Regions from separate parts of the Macaca mulatta genome. Here region 2 is linked to region 1. A link is a contact called in public Micro-C data. All regions are on one chromosome and are shown on one strand. The core of a region is the stretch at or near the end of the contact, and the rest is flanking DNA. Distances in the headings are between cores, read along the strand shown.

Region 1 (6,604 bases), core at 2,841-5,340:
GAATTTCCCGCAGATTTTGGACTCAAGAGAGCAATATCAACTCTTATCTGAATTTCTAGGCTGCCATCCTGGTCTACAAATTTCTTACTTGCTAGCTTCCACAATCGTGTGAGTCAACTATTTAAAATTTTAAATATGATCTCTTTCTCTGTCTCCATATGCAAGTGCATGCCATGCATGGCTATAAATATATACATATATATTTTACGTGTGTGTGTGTGTATAGCCATATATATACCTAGCATGTTAGACAGTGTGTGAAGCACCTTGAAAAATAATGTGAGAAGCCATTGTATCCAATATTTCTAGCTCAGACAGATTGGAGAATAACATTGCTGTTAGAAGGTTTTTAATATTCAATATCTCATAGGTAGTTATAAGTGGAGTTTAGGGAAAATGATTCAGGTCTAGAGTTCTGAAAACCATCTGTAAACAATTTTTTTTTAAACTGTGGTACTAGATAACTTTTTGAAGTCAGAGGGTAGGAAATAAAGTTGTTGAGAAAAGAAGAGAGAATAACTCAATACACTTGAGGGTACCCTTTTGTGAAACATGCCTTGAGGAAACAGAATAGCCTATATCCATTTGTTCTTACATTTTTCAAAAATTACCTCTAAGCATCTGTATTAGTCAATGTTCTCCAAAAACAGATGACGACCCCAGTCTCTTTAAGTTTCAGTCTGGGAAAGCTCAAAGATGCCAAAAGCATCTGTTTGTTCCAGCCAACACCTTATTTTGGTGCTAATTTTTAAAATTCTTCCCTAATGCTGACTAATCTCCCTTTTAAATCAAAAGAAATCAAAGTCTAAATGAATCACATTTTTTATTCATTATGTTGATACTGTTAGTTTTTAACGGGTCATTATGCTGTTTCGATTTATATTAATCATATACAGTTTTCGATTTTAAAATTCATTTACATATAAAAGGTAGGTTAATTTAAAAAAAAATTGAGTATATAAGAGAAATAGGAAGATTGATAAAATACTCTTCCTGACTAAACTATAGCCAGGTTCCTCTGATCCCTTTTACTGGCAAAGCCTCCACTTTGGCCTATAAAAACTACAGACTCTCAGCACAACTGATTTCATCCACATCCTCCCCTCTCCTACCCCTACACACATATCAAAAGACTTGAACAAACACTAATATAGTTTCTAACAGCTCAAGGTTGCATTCTTAAGATGAAATTTGGAGTTATCCTGGACTTACCCTCTCTCTACATCAAATTAATCTTGTTAATTTTGTCTCCAAAATGCCTACTAATCATCTCTTCATTTTCTGCCACTGATTCACCCAGGACTGTATGGTATCTTACCTAGATTATTAAAATAAAATACTCTCTTTTCCTTTTGATTCTCATGACCTTACTTGACTTCTTTTCAATCCATTTTATACACCATTGTTAGAGAAAGCCCCCTAGAGCAAAAAACTGTTACTTCCTTCCTTACAATGGTTTCTGCATAGATTAATGGTGAAATACTAACTAGTAAGTCCCCATTCAAAGCCCTTCACAAAGTGATACAAACTCTTCTTTCTGTGATTCCTCCTCTACCCCATACACTTTCTATTGTGTGATATGAAAATATTGGTAAAGATCCAATTTTTATGTTCAAAATTTGAAAAAATATAAAAGTCTAAAAAACTCAGAATAATTTAAAAATGGGCTTCAAAAATGAACTGAAAGATGTATTTTATACTGCAGACACACGGTGGCACCATTTTAGCAGCCTAACAGCAATACTAGAGAACCTTTGTTAATATTGTGTGATTATGCGCTAAAATTCTGCAAGTGCTTTAAATGGCTAATGTGATACTACTTTAATCATTTATTAATGGTATTGTTAGTGCTAAAAATGCTCCACAATATCATTAACTTTGAAAAAGAATTTAGAGGTGATAGTTATTTATAGATTGTTTTTATTACTCCTTTGTTTTAGGCTGAATTGTGTCAACACGTCCATGTTCATATGTTGATGTTCAAACCCCCAGTATCTCAGAATGTGACTGTATTTAAAGATAGGGTCTTTAATGAGAAAATTAATTTAAAATTATTAGGATCGGCCCAAATCAAAGATGACTCAAAAATGAACTGAAAGATGTATTTTATACTGCAGACACACGGTGGCACTATTTTAGCAGCCTAACAGCAATACTAGAGAACCTTTTTAAATATTGTGTGATTATGCTCTAAAGAAAGCATATAATTTTCTGATAAGAAAAATATCAGAAATGTCAGCCTTATAAGATACTGCGGTTTTCTAAAGTGTGGGACAAATACCTGTGGAGGCACCAAGACAGATTTAGGTGAGATATAGACATGGTATGAAGGACACTGTGTCATTCAGATAAAGTTTTTCTTTCACTTATTTCTGGTAAGAAAATTAGGAAACAGACATGTATAGAGGGAAGACCCTGTAAGAAAACAGAAGGTACTGATCTACAAGCCAAACAGAGAGGTCTCAGAAGAAACCAGCTGTGCTGATATATTGATCTCAAACTCTTAAGCCTCCAGAATTGTGAGAAAATAAATGTCTATTGTTTAAACCACCAAGTCAATCTGTGGTATTTTGTCATGGAAACCCTAGCAAACTCATATTCCCTTCAGTATATTTACAAATATAGAAACCATACAATAGTTGTGGATTAATGTACTATATAGGAGTGCAATCTCCATATTATATATTTATTCTTACAGAGAAACTGAGTCTTGATTTATGAGTTTGTAAATTATTTGAGCTCTTCAGAAATCCTTGCTTCAAATAAAATGCCACTGTCCTGAATGTTGGCCGTGTTCTCTACTGACTATTAACCCAATATATTGTGTTTTTTTCCTCATTTGTATCCTTGCTCAGCTGAGCCAAGTTTAATGGAGTGGTTAAGGGTGCAGGCTCTAGAGACAGACTGTGTGGACTCACAGCCCCGGTTCATCACTAACTGTGACTCTAGGCAGTTATTTAAAAAGCGTGGGCCACATTTTTCTTGAAAATCTATAAAACAGATATTAAAAGGGCCAGCAATAGAGGGCTCTGTGAAGATCAAAAGAATTGATACAAAGTATGTCGAATAGTACTGGGAACTGAGAAAAATGTGTTATGCTGTTGATTATTCCTCTGCTTAAGTTCCATTTATCTCCTTGGGTAAAAACAAAAAACTGCCTATCCTTCAAAGCCCAGAAAAGATACCTCCTGTTTCTTCTCAAGTTGAATAATAAACTTACGCTGTCAAAGATATTGCAAGACATGAGCTTTAGTTTCCAAAAACTTGGATTCAAATAATTTTTGCATTGATCTATGATGTAATTTTAGACATTTTGCTTAATTTGTTTGAGTTTCCAGAGCTGGTATATAACCTGACACAGTGGAGCTCAGCATTTTTCTAATAAATATGTTTTTCCGTTTGTAGGTTGGGAAATATTATAATATCAGCCTTATAAGATACGGCGGTTTTCTAAAGTGTGGGACAAATACCTGTGGAGGCACCAAGATAGATTTAGGTGAGATATAGACATGGTATCAAGGACACTGTGTCATTCAGATAAAGTTTTTCTTTCACTATTACAATCAATGTTATGGCCCGTTTCCTTTCAGATGCACTTCAAGATTAGCTCAGTCACTGACAACATGGGGAATATATTTCGACCTCAGATTTTAAAAGTGCCATTATTATTTAGACACTAGGTAGAAGGCTAAGTCTCAACGTTGTGCTAATAATAGCATCGTTTATCCCTGGACTAAGACCTCCGCTCCCGGTTGGGGAATCAGACTGCCTGGGCGGCACTCCAGGCTCGACAGCTCCCCAACTGCGACCTCCTGGGCAAGTCACTCGGTCCGGATTTCCTGACGTAGTATGGGGGAACTGACAGTACAACACACAACACAGGGCAGTAGTGAGAAACAGACAATGCAAAGGAATTGGCACAGCACTCAACAGACAATATAAGCTAATATATACTCTGCCTGCACACTGCGTTTTAGGGTTAATTGAAAGCCCCCACTCACGTGACCACTCCACTGCCCGGCGCCAAGACGCGCTGATGTCACGCCGTCGTGCGCCGTGCAGGCGTCAGCAAGCTGCGCCGCGCCGCGCCGCGCCTTCGGGGTGCTTCCGGAGCTGGTACTTGGGCAGAACTACCCGGGGTTTATTGTCTTCGCTTCACAGGGTCTGTTTGAGTCCTGTCCACCGGACCCTACCGGGGTACCTTTGAAAACAAACGGGCTATGTTACTGTTGCTTGTCGGTACCCTCTCCTGACGCCTCCATCGCCCGGGTCATGTGGACCCTCGGGGGTCGGGGCTGGGGGTGCGCACGCACTCTCGCGCGGTGGGCCCCTGGGGCCGCGCTTGGGCCCGCGCCGACCTTTGGGGCTGCTCCAGAGTCCTGGCCTACCTGCAGGGTCTACAGCTCCGCAGAATTCAAGGTGACTGCCCCCTGGAATCTGATATAGCCACGTTTTAAAACATTGGAGTACCCCATGCGATCTTGGAAATGTGTAGGACTTTCTGGGACTAGCTCTGAATCCTGCTTACAGGGAGGTAGAGCAGAGTGTGAGCACGGCTCAGGTTCCCGACCCTCCACCGTTCACTAGTGTGACCTTGGGCAAGTCACTAACTTCGTAGGATTTCTCATTTGCAATGTCAAATGTTGATTTGTTTACGCGAGCCACTGGTCGAAGTGCTTTGCGGGTATTCATCTATTCTCCTAAAAAGTCTGCTGAGAAAGTTGCTAGTAAATGTTAATATAACGTCCATTTTCCTGCAAATTAACTAGCTATGTGGCCTGGGCAAGTTACTTCTTTGTCACTCTCCTGCTTCATTTGTTGAATGCAGAACTAATCAAACATCCATTGGCTAATTGGTGAGATTTGTGTGATTTGAGGAGTGGACTTTTTTAGACTAATACCTAGAATGCAGGAAGTGCTCGGTCTGTCTTTGTAGTTTTATTATTTCCTTCTACCTCAGCCAGAGCAAACCTGTGTACTTTTGACTCTGGTGGGAGAGGGTGGGAGGTTCAACAACTCTGATAATTGTGAATGGATACAGTTTAGGCAGAAAAGTGAGGTGACTGAAGGCAAGCTATAAGTAGGCAGAAAGACAAAACCTTACAATTAATCAACTTTGGCCCTAATATGGCTGTGGTTTCAAAAATGGATTTATATTGCAATTCACGGTTTTAAAGATGGTGCAATTCTCTACCTTTTGAACTGAAGGGAAAGAAAATCTACAGGGCAAACATCAGAATTGGTCTTTTTTTGGTGGGGGGGCAGACTTTCAGCTATAATTGTGCTTTTATTATCTGTCTTATATGGGGCTGTTATAAAAAAACTTAAAGCTCTTGTGAATTTTATATTTCATTTTAATTTTATGGTTTTGATGATTGTGAAATATAGAGTTGATTGGAAAGAAATGTTTAGAGTACAAAAAACTGGTATATTTTGCTTGATAACAATTTCTAGCAGTTTGTGATGTGTTTTAGTAAAAACGTTAAAGATGTGTACACGTAAAACCAGGAGTTCCATTTAAAAATATTTTTAAGTTTTAAGTGAAAGTCTTTTGTTGGATGTCATCTGTTTTTCTTTCTCACCAGAGAAGCTGTAAAGTAGCAAAATTGTATCTAAAATAAAATTTTGAGGCTCAGTTAGAAACACAGATTTTTAAATAAATCTGATTCCTGGTTAAATGTGTGATAGGAGCAGAAGATTTCTTTCAGCTTTTCTGTAGCTCCGTTGCCTCAAAAGTTACTGGACAAGGTATTCTCAGGTCTTTAGAAGTTCTAGGTATCTTAAGTTCATTCACGATAATAAATTCAGTTCCTGGTTGGCCCTAAAAATGGTGTAGAAATGTTAAGGGATTATTATTTAGCTGTATAGTTACCTTTGACTATTAAACTGATGTTCCTTGTAATATGAACTTAACCATATGTCTTTATTCTTAGAATAATAATATAAACAATATAAATGCTAGAAATGATATTGTTCAACGATTAAAAGAATATTCTTTGAATTGTTATACTTGTTTGATAGTATGCAAAATTTATACTCTTAAATGTGGTATTTCCCCTTTCTAGGAAAAACTTGACATGTCTAGGTTTCCTGTTGAAAATATTAGAAATTTCAGTATCGTTGCACATGTGGATCATGGCAAAAGTACTTTAGCTGACAGGCTCCTAGAACTTACAGGTATTTCATTTATATTGCATACTTAACTGATGGGTGCGAGTTATTGAGAATTACTTTTACTCTTAAATTTTAATTTTATACGTAATAGTCTCTCTTTTTTTAAAGCCCAGAGAAATATCAGTAAGTGTTTCTGTTTATAGGGACAATTGATAAAACAAAGAATAATAAGCAGGTTCTTGATAAATTGCAAGTGGAACGAGAAAGAGGAATCACTGTTAAAGCACAGACAGCATCTCTTTTTTACAATTGTGAAGGAAAGCAGTACCTTTTAAATCTCATTGATACACCGGTAAGTTTAATATTAATTTTGCGTGTATTATTAAAGTCAACATTGTGTCAGTAGTGCAGACAGATCCTTGTTTAATTTTTGAACTGAATATTAAACATCTGCCTTTGCTTTTTGTTTTCTCAGTGTTCTTGTGTTAGT
Region 2 (6,604 bases), core at 1,423-3,922, 48 kb after region 1:
CTAATTAAAAGCTGAGGTGAATTGGCTCCCTATGCAGATGAAGGCATGGCCCATGCTCAGTCCACGGCCAATCCAAGGCACATTCTCCTTCCACCTGAGAGGTGGTGGAAGGCAGTCGATTGTAGGGAGAGTAGCCTTTGGTCCTTTGCTACTTGGGTATGGGGAGATGGGTTTTTTCCTTTTGGTTTAGCTTTAGGAAGTTTCCGTTAATTGGTTAACTGGCTTTAGGTTCCCTGCCCCCAGACGCAGGTGTTTTCTCTTTCAGGAAGTCAGCACAAATTGGCCTTAGATTTCCTGCCCCTAGACCTTGGTGTTTTCCCTTGATTCAGCTTTAGGAAGTCAGCACGAATTGGCCTTAAGTTCCCCGCCTCCAGACCCTATTCTACTGCCTCGCTGTCAATAGTGCTGAGATAAAAATGAGTGTGGCTATCTTTTTGATATAATGAATTATTTTCCTTTGGGTACATACCCAGTAGTGAGATTGCCAAATGGTAGTTCTACTTTTAGTTCTTTGAGAAATCTTCATACATTCTTTTCTACAGAAGTTGAACTAACTGACATTACCACCAATAGCTTATAAACGTCCCCTTATAACATTTACTCAACATTCTATGACAATTCCCATAATCCTTAGATTTTTAATTCTTAGTTTCATATTTAAATGCATCAGTCACCAATACGAACGAAGCCTTTTATAACATGGTTTCGGCATTTCTGACTTTTGTACCCACACACTTTACATAGAGTAATAAGTCAAATTTTCTAAATTAATGAGATTAAAGTTCTTATTAAAATAAATGTATGGAATCTAAATGTCTTTAAGAAGATAACAGTTTCGAATTCCGACACACAACAAAATATTATGGTCACCATGATCTAGAATTCTGGCCCAATAACATTTATTTACAGAAAATAAATTACATAGTAAATCATAAATTCAGTACAACAAATGGACTCAGCCTCCACTTAAATATATCCATAATCTAATGTCAAAAACAATTTTAGACGTAAAGCAAAGAATCAGAAACAATTATTGGCTGTCATGACCATCAAAAGATACATTTACTTCTAACAAGAATATATGGCAAGCTGATTGTTAATAAAATGCGGGGAAAAAAGTAAGGTAAGTAGGACGAGAAGCATTAGAGCTTTCCAATGTCTTCTGCGTCCTGGGCATGTTATTTTTCTCAGTTCAACACACATTTGAAGACCTATTATATACTAAGCACTGCTAGGTTCTGTAGACACAAAAATGATTAAGAACTCTATTGTCAAAGTGCTTAGAATCACTTAATTGTCTCTGAGATTGAAATTATTATTCTCACTCTTCAGATACAGAAAACTGCAACTCCAAGAAGTTTATTGCTGACGTTAAAAAGTGGCCCAGTGAGCTGACTTTAAAACCGAGTGTATCGGACTCAAAGACCCATATGCCACAGATGTTTTATAGGTTGAGAATCACTTAGGATGCTAGTTAAAAATATAGATTCGCAGGTCCCTCTCCCTAGATACAGTGTTTCAAAGATCTGGAAGTTCAAGGAGTCTCTGCTTTTGCAAATTATCACAGGTGATATTCATAATCAGGTGAAATTTGTTAAGAACACCACACACCTCACTGAAACGAAGTTCAAGCAAGTCTCTCAGACCAAGGTACAGGCAACTTTTTGTTTTATTAAACTCTCTGGAGGGCGCAGAGTCATCTCCAAAAGTCCCAAATGAATCCCTTCACCCAGAAGAAAGAAGAATTTCTTCACATTTATTTAAGTTTTTAAGATTTGACTTTTCCAGTTTTTGCCAATCCTCAGAGATCCAAACTACTATGGCCTTATGCAATTCCCTGGCATCACGACAAGACAGCATCAAAAAACAACAGAGCACCACCCTTTCCCTCGTCTTCCTTCAGGTGCTGATTCATTTTGGATGTGCATCGCTAGGAAAAAGGGCTGCTGAATATAAAATCGCAAAACTTCAAAGCTGGATGGCAACTTCCACACCTGTGAAGTTACACAACTAGTTAATGGCGGGGCCAGGACCAGAATCTACACTTGCAGAACCTCTGCTCCGAGCTTTTCCTTACTCAACCTGACCTGACCTCAAAGGGTAAGGGTGGCCTGGCCGCGCGTGTGGGACCGACCCGAGGAGGGACGAGAGACAGTAGAGAAGGCTGTGGTTCCAGCCCGGGAGGCGGGGACTGCAAATACCCTCAGCCGCGCTTTTGCCTGGCCCTCACTCGGCAAACGACAGCGAATGCAAATGAGGATGACTGTTAGGAATTTTTAACAAGTGTAGGGAGAGGTGTCAGGAGGAAGCCGCGAGAGAGGAGAGGACAGGGACGCCTCCTCCCGTAGATACAAATCCTGAGAGGACAACCAGGTCCGCGAGGGGCAGGACGGGAGACCCCACGCGCCCCCAGCCTCGAGGTTCCTGAGACCCCATTCTGCCCGGCCCAGCGTCCCCGTCTCGGCACAAAGCCCGCACAAGGCGAAATCGCCGTTGGGTCCCCCGGCCCGAGTCCCCTTCTAGGCGCTCCCCCCGTCCCCCCGCCTCTAAGCTTACCGGCAGACCCAATGGCTCTTCCGACGCTGGAACAGCGGGAACAAGCAACGCCCAACCACCCGCGAGCGACCCCGGCGGACCAGTGGAGCGCGAATCCCACGGACCCGGATGCAGATAAAGGCGCAGGAAGGAACCGCGGCGCGGCCGGCAGGCGCTGCGCATGCGCGCTGCCTTTTGGGCCCCTGAGCTGAGACTCTGGGAAGTCGGTCCGAGTGCGGTGCGGCGGGGCGCGCTTCCTGCTTGGATGATCGCAGTTTCCAGGGCATCACTTTACCGCTACTTTCCCCCCGCCATCTTTCAGAGAGGGATTTGCAGTAGATTCTTTAGGCTTATGAGATTTCGTATGTAGTACCGTAGTGCTCATACATACTTTGTTGCTTATGTTGCTGTTTGGCAACATGAAAACATTTGCCGTTTATGAATACATTTCTCTCTCTACTCCAAGTTATTGAATGCATATTTGCAAATGCAATGACAGATAAGCGTCTTGTGTCAAAAAACTCATCAAAGTCAAGTTTGCAAAAGGGCAAACAGTACCATGGGAAATCGGGAGCGTCTCAGTAAGAGAAAACAGAGACTATAATAGGGTACCGGCTTTTGCTGAATGAGTCTAAGAAAGGGATAGAGGAAGCTGGAATCAGCTTTCAGCTGGGTATCACAGATGTCTATACAGGAGTGGGAAGGAAGTAGCGCTGTGGAAATTATTGTAAAGAAAGCAGCAATCATTCAAAAGGAGAAAAGGTTGTTGTGTCTTCACCATATTCCACCAGGAACACTGTTCCATTAAGAACACTGTTTAGAGTTCTATTAGGAACAATACAATCTTGACTCCTGGCCGACTTAAGGTTCTATTTCCGTGGAAACTACAAGTTAAAAAATTGTAAAACGCTGTGTCCTCCAACTCGTTATATGAAATTCTTCACCTGGATTGTAAATCCAGCCTGCTTCTTTGGATGAAATGACTCCTCGTGCATCCTTTAGTTAAGAGCAGGATGTTACATTCTCGTTGATTTAGCTTTAAACAGCAACATTGCTCACATACTGATAGTAGACAGCTTTGTTAGTACTATAGCCTTGAGTAAGTTTGCAAAAGCGATTTTTGGCCAGGTTCGGTGGCTCACACCTGTAATCCCAGCACTTTTAGAGGCCATGGCGGGTGGATGGATTGAGCCCAGGAGTTGGAGACCAGTCTGGGCAACATAGCCAGACACTGTCTCTACAAAAAAGATTGAGGTAAAATGATGAAGTAGTTTGTAGGCTGTGCAAAGAATTTAGGCTTTGTATTATAGGCAATAGGGAGTCACTTAAGCTTTATGAATTAGAGATAAGAGACTAGAACATATGTGTTTTAGAAAGAATGCTGTAGAAAGGTGGAGATTGAATGACGGTCTTGAATTACAGATATGTACCGCATAAGGAAGTTTAGGTAAGGAATGGACTGGATATTTAGCAATGGTCCTGTAAGATTATAACGGAACTGAAAACCTACGGACATTGTAGTAAATGTAAAGCTGTAGAGTAACGTCACTCGTGTTTGTGGCTACATGGGTGTAAACCTACTGTGCTTCCAGTCTCATAAAAGTCTAGCACATACAATTATGTACAGGACATAATACTTGATAATAAATGACTATGTTACTAGTATATGTATTTGCTATATTATACTTTTTATCATTATTTTAGAGTGTATTCATTCTGTATTTATTTATTTATTTATTTATTTTGAGACAGAGTCTTGCACTGTCGCCCAGGCTGGAGTGCAATGGCACAATCTCAGCTCACTGCAACCTCCTCCTCCTGAGTTCAAGCAATTCTCCTGCCTCAGCCTCCCGAGTAGCTGGGATTACAGGCGGCTGCCACCAAGCCTCTCTAATTTTTTTTAGTTTTAGTAGAGACGGGGTTTCACTTATTGGCCATTCTGGTCTCGAACTCCTGACCTGGTGATCTGCCTGCCTCAGCCTCCCAAAGTGCTGGGATTATAGGCATGAGCGCCCGCGCCCAGCCCTATTTATATTTTTAAAAGTTAACTGTAAAACAGCCTCAAGGAGGTCTTTCAGGAGATATTCCAGAAGAAGGCATTGTTGTTATAGATGACAGCTACATGTGCATTATTGCCCCGATGAACTTCCAGTGGGATAAGATGTGAAAGTGAAAGACAGGGATATTGATAATCCTGACCTTGTGTAGGCGTAGGCTAATGTGTGTGTTTGTGTCTTCATTTTAACAAAAAAAATTTTAACAGGAAAAAAAATTAAAAATACATTTTAAAATAAAAAAACTTATAGAATAAGGATATAAAAAAGGAAATGTTTTGGACAGCTCTCCAATGTGTGTTTTAACCTTAATGTTATTACTAGAGTCAAAAAGTTTTTTTGTCTGAGATGGAGTCTCACTCTGTTGTCCAGGCTGGAGTGCAGTGTCACAATCTTGGCTCACTGCAAACTCTGCCTCCTGGATTCAAGCAATTCTCCTGCCTTGGCCTCCCAAGTAGCTGGGACTACAGGCGCATGCCACCACAACAGGCTAATTTTTTGTATTTTCAGTAGAGATGGGGTTTCACCATGTTAGCCAGGATGATCTTGATCTCCTGACCCTGTGGTCCCCACTCCTCAGCCTCCCAAAGTGCTGGGATTACAGGCGTGAGCCACCACTCCTGGCCAAAAAGATTTTAAAAATTTAAATATAAAGTAAGAAAGCTACAGGAAACTAAGGTAAATTTATTATTGAAGAAAAAAACCATTGTTTTATAAATTTAGTGTAGCCTAACTGTACATTGTCTATAAAATCTACAGTAGTATACGGTAATGTCCTAGGTCTTCGCGTTCACTCACCACTCATTCACTGACCTACCCAGAGCAACCTCCAGTCCTGCAAGCTCCCTTCATGGTAAATGTCCTATATAGGTGTACTGTTAGTATTTTCTAATTTTTATACTTTTTATACTGTACCTTTTATTTGTTTAGACATGCAAATATATACCATTGTGTTATAATTGCTTACCGTATTCAGTAATATGCTGTACAGGTTTGTAGTCTAGGAGCAATAGGCTATACCACATATGTGTAGTTTGTGTACATATACTAGGTTTGTGTGCATATACTGTATAACATTCACACTATAATGAAATCGCCTGAAGATGCATTTCTCAGAATGTATCCCCATCATTAAGTGATGCATGACCGTATGGTAGGAAGACTCTAACACAGAACGACTCTGAGTGTACCTTGTATTTTTCCTGCCCAGCCTTAGTATCAGGCATTTCACTAATAGCTGATAGTTGTATTATTAATCAACAATGGATGTTAAATTTTGTCAAACACTTTCTATGTATCTATTGAAATGGTTGTATGGTTTTCCATTTTAATATGTTGGTGAATTCAGCGTTGAGTACACTTTTATTGCTGGGGAAAATTCGATTTGGTCATTGTTTTTCTTGGTCAGGATCTTTCTTATACATTTATTGTTGGGTTCAATTTTCTAAAATTTTGTTTAAAAAGTTTACACCTATGTGTATGAGGGATATCAGTCCATAGTATTTTTTGTTTGATAGTTTTTATTTGTGTGTGAAGTTTTTGTCTAGTTTTAGTATCATAGTAATAACAAACTCATAAATTGAGTGGGAAAATTTCCCTCTTCAATGTTTTGGAAGAATTTGTGTTGAATTGCAATAATATAATTTACTCTTTAAATACTTGATAGCATTCACTAGAGAAGCCGTATGTACATAGAGTTTTCTTTTTTGAAAAATTTTAACTACAAATCCAATTTCCTGAATAAATACAAGATTATTCAGGTTATCTATTACATAATTTTCATTGAGATGTTATTCACATACTATAAACTCAGGCTTTTAAAGTATACAATTCAGTGACTTTCAGTATATTCACAATGATGTGTAACCATCACTACTATCTAATTGTATTTTTCTATTTCTGTCCCCCACCCCCACATCAAAAGAGACCTCATCACCTGTTAGCAGTCCCTTCCAATTCTCCGTCGCCTACCTCATTTCCTGGCAACCACTAGTATACTTCCTTTCTCCATGGAT

Evidence for each region. Hi-C and Micro-C count contacts between places; a contact is called where the count stands out from the background.
Region 2: a contact with region 1 is called in a Micro-C map of CD4 T cells, with 7 times the contacts expected there. The contact joins the promoter of GNPDA2 here to the promoter of GUF1 in region 1. A contact is called at or near these places in 2 of 14 Hi-C or Micro-C datasets (CD4 T cells and cortical neurons).

What each region holds. Positions count from the first base shown.
Region 1 is chr5:44,029,918-44,036,521 of T2T-MMU8v2.0, forward strand. It overlaps GUF1 (GTP binding elongation factor GUF1), which reads left to right and starts at 4,091. Exons shown (of 15, transcript XM_078002617.1): 1 at 4,091-4,419; 2 at 6,066-6,177; 3 at 6,318-6,466. The coding sequence starts at 4,273. YIPF7 (Yip1 domain family member 7) reads right to left here and starts at 4,043. Exons shown (of 6, transcript XM_078002618.1): 1 at 4,002-4,043.
Region 2 is chr5:44,079,393-44,085,996 of T2T-MMU8v2.0, forward strand. It overlaps GNPDA2 (glucosamine-6-phosphate deaminase 2), which reads right to left and starts at 2,673. Exons shown (of 7, transcript NM_001194875.2): 1 at 2,557-2,673.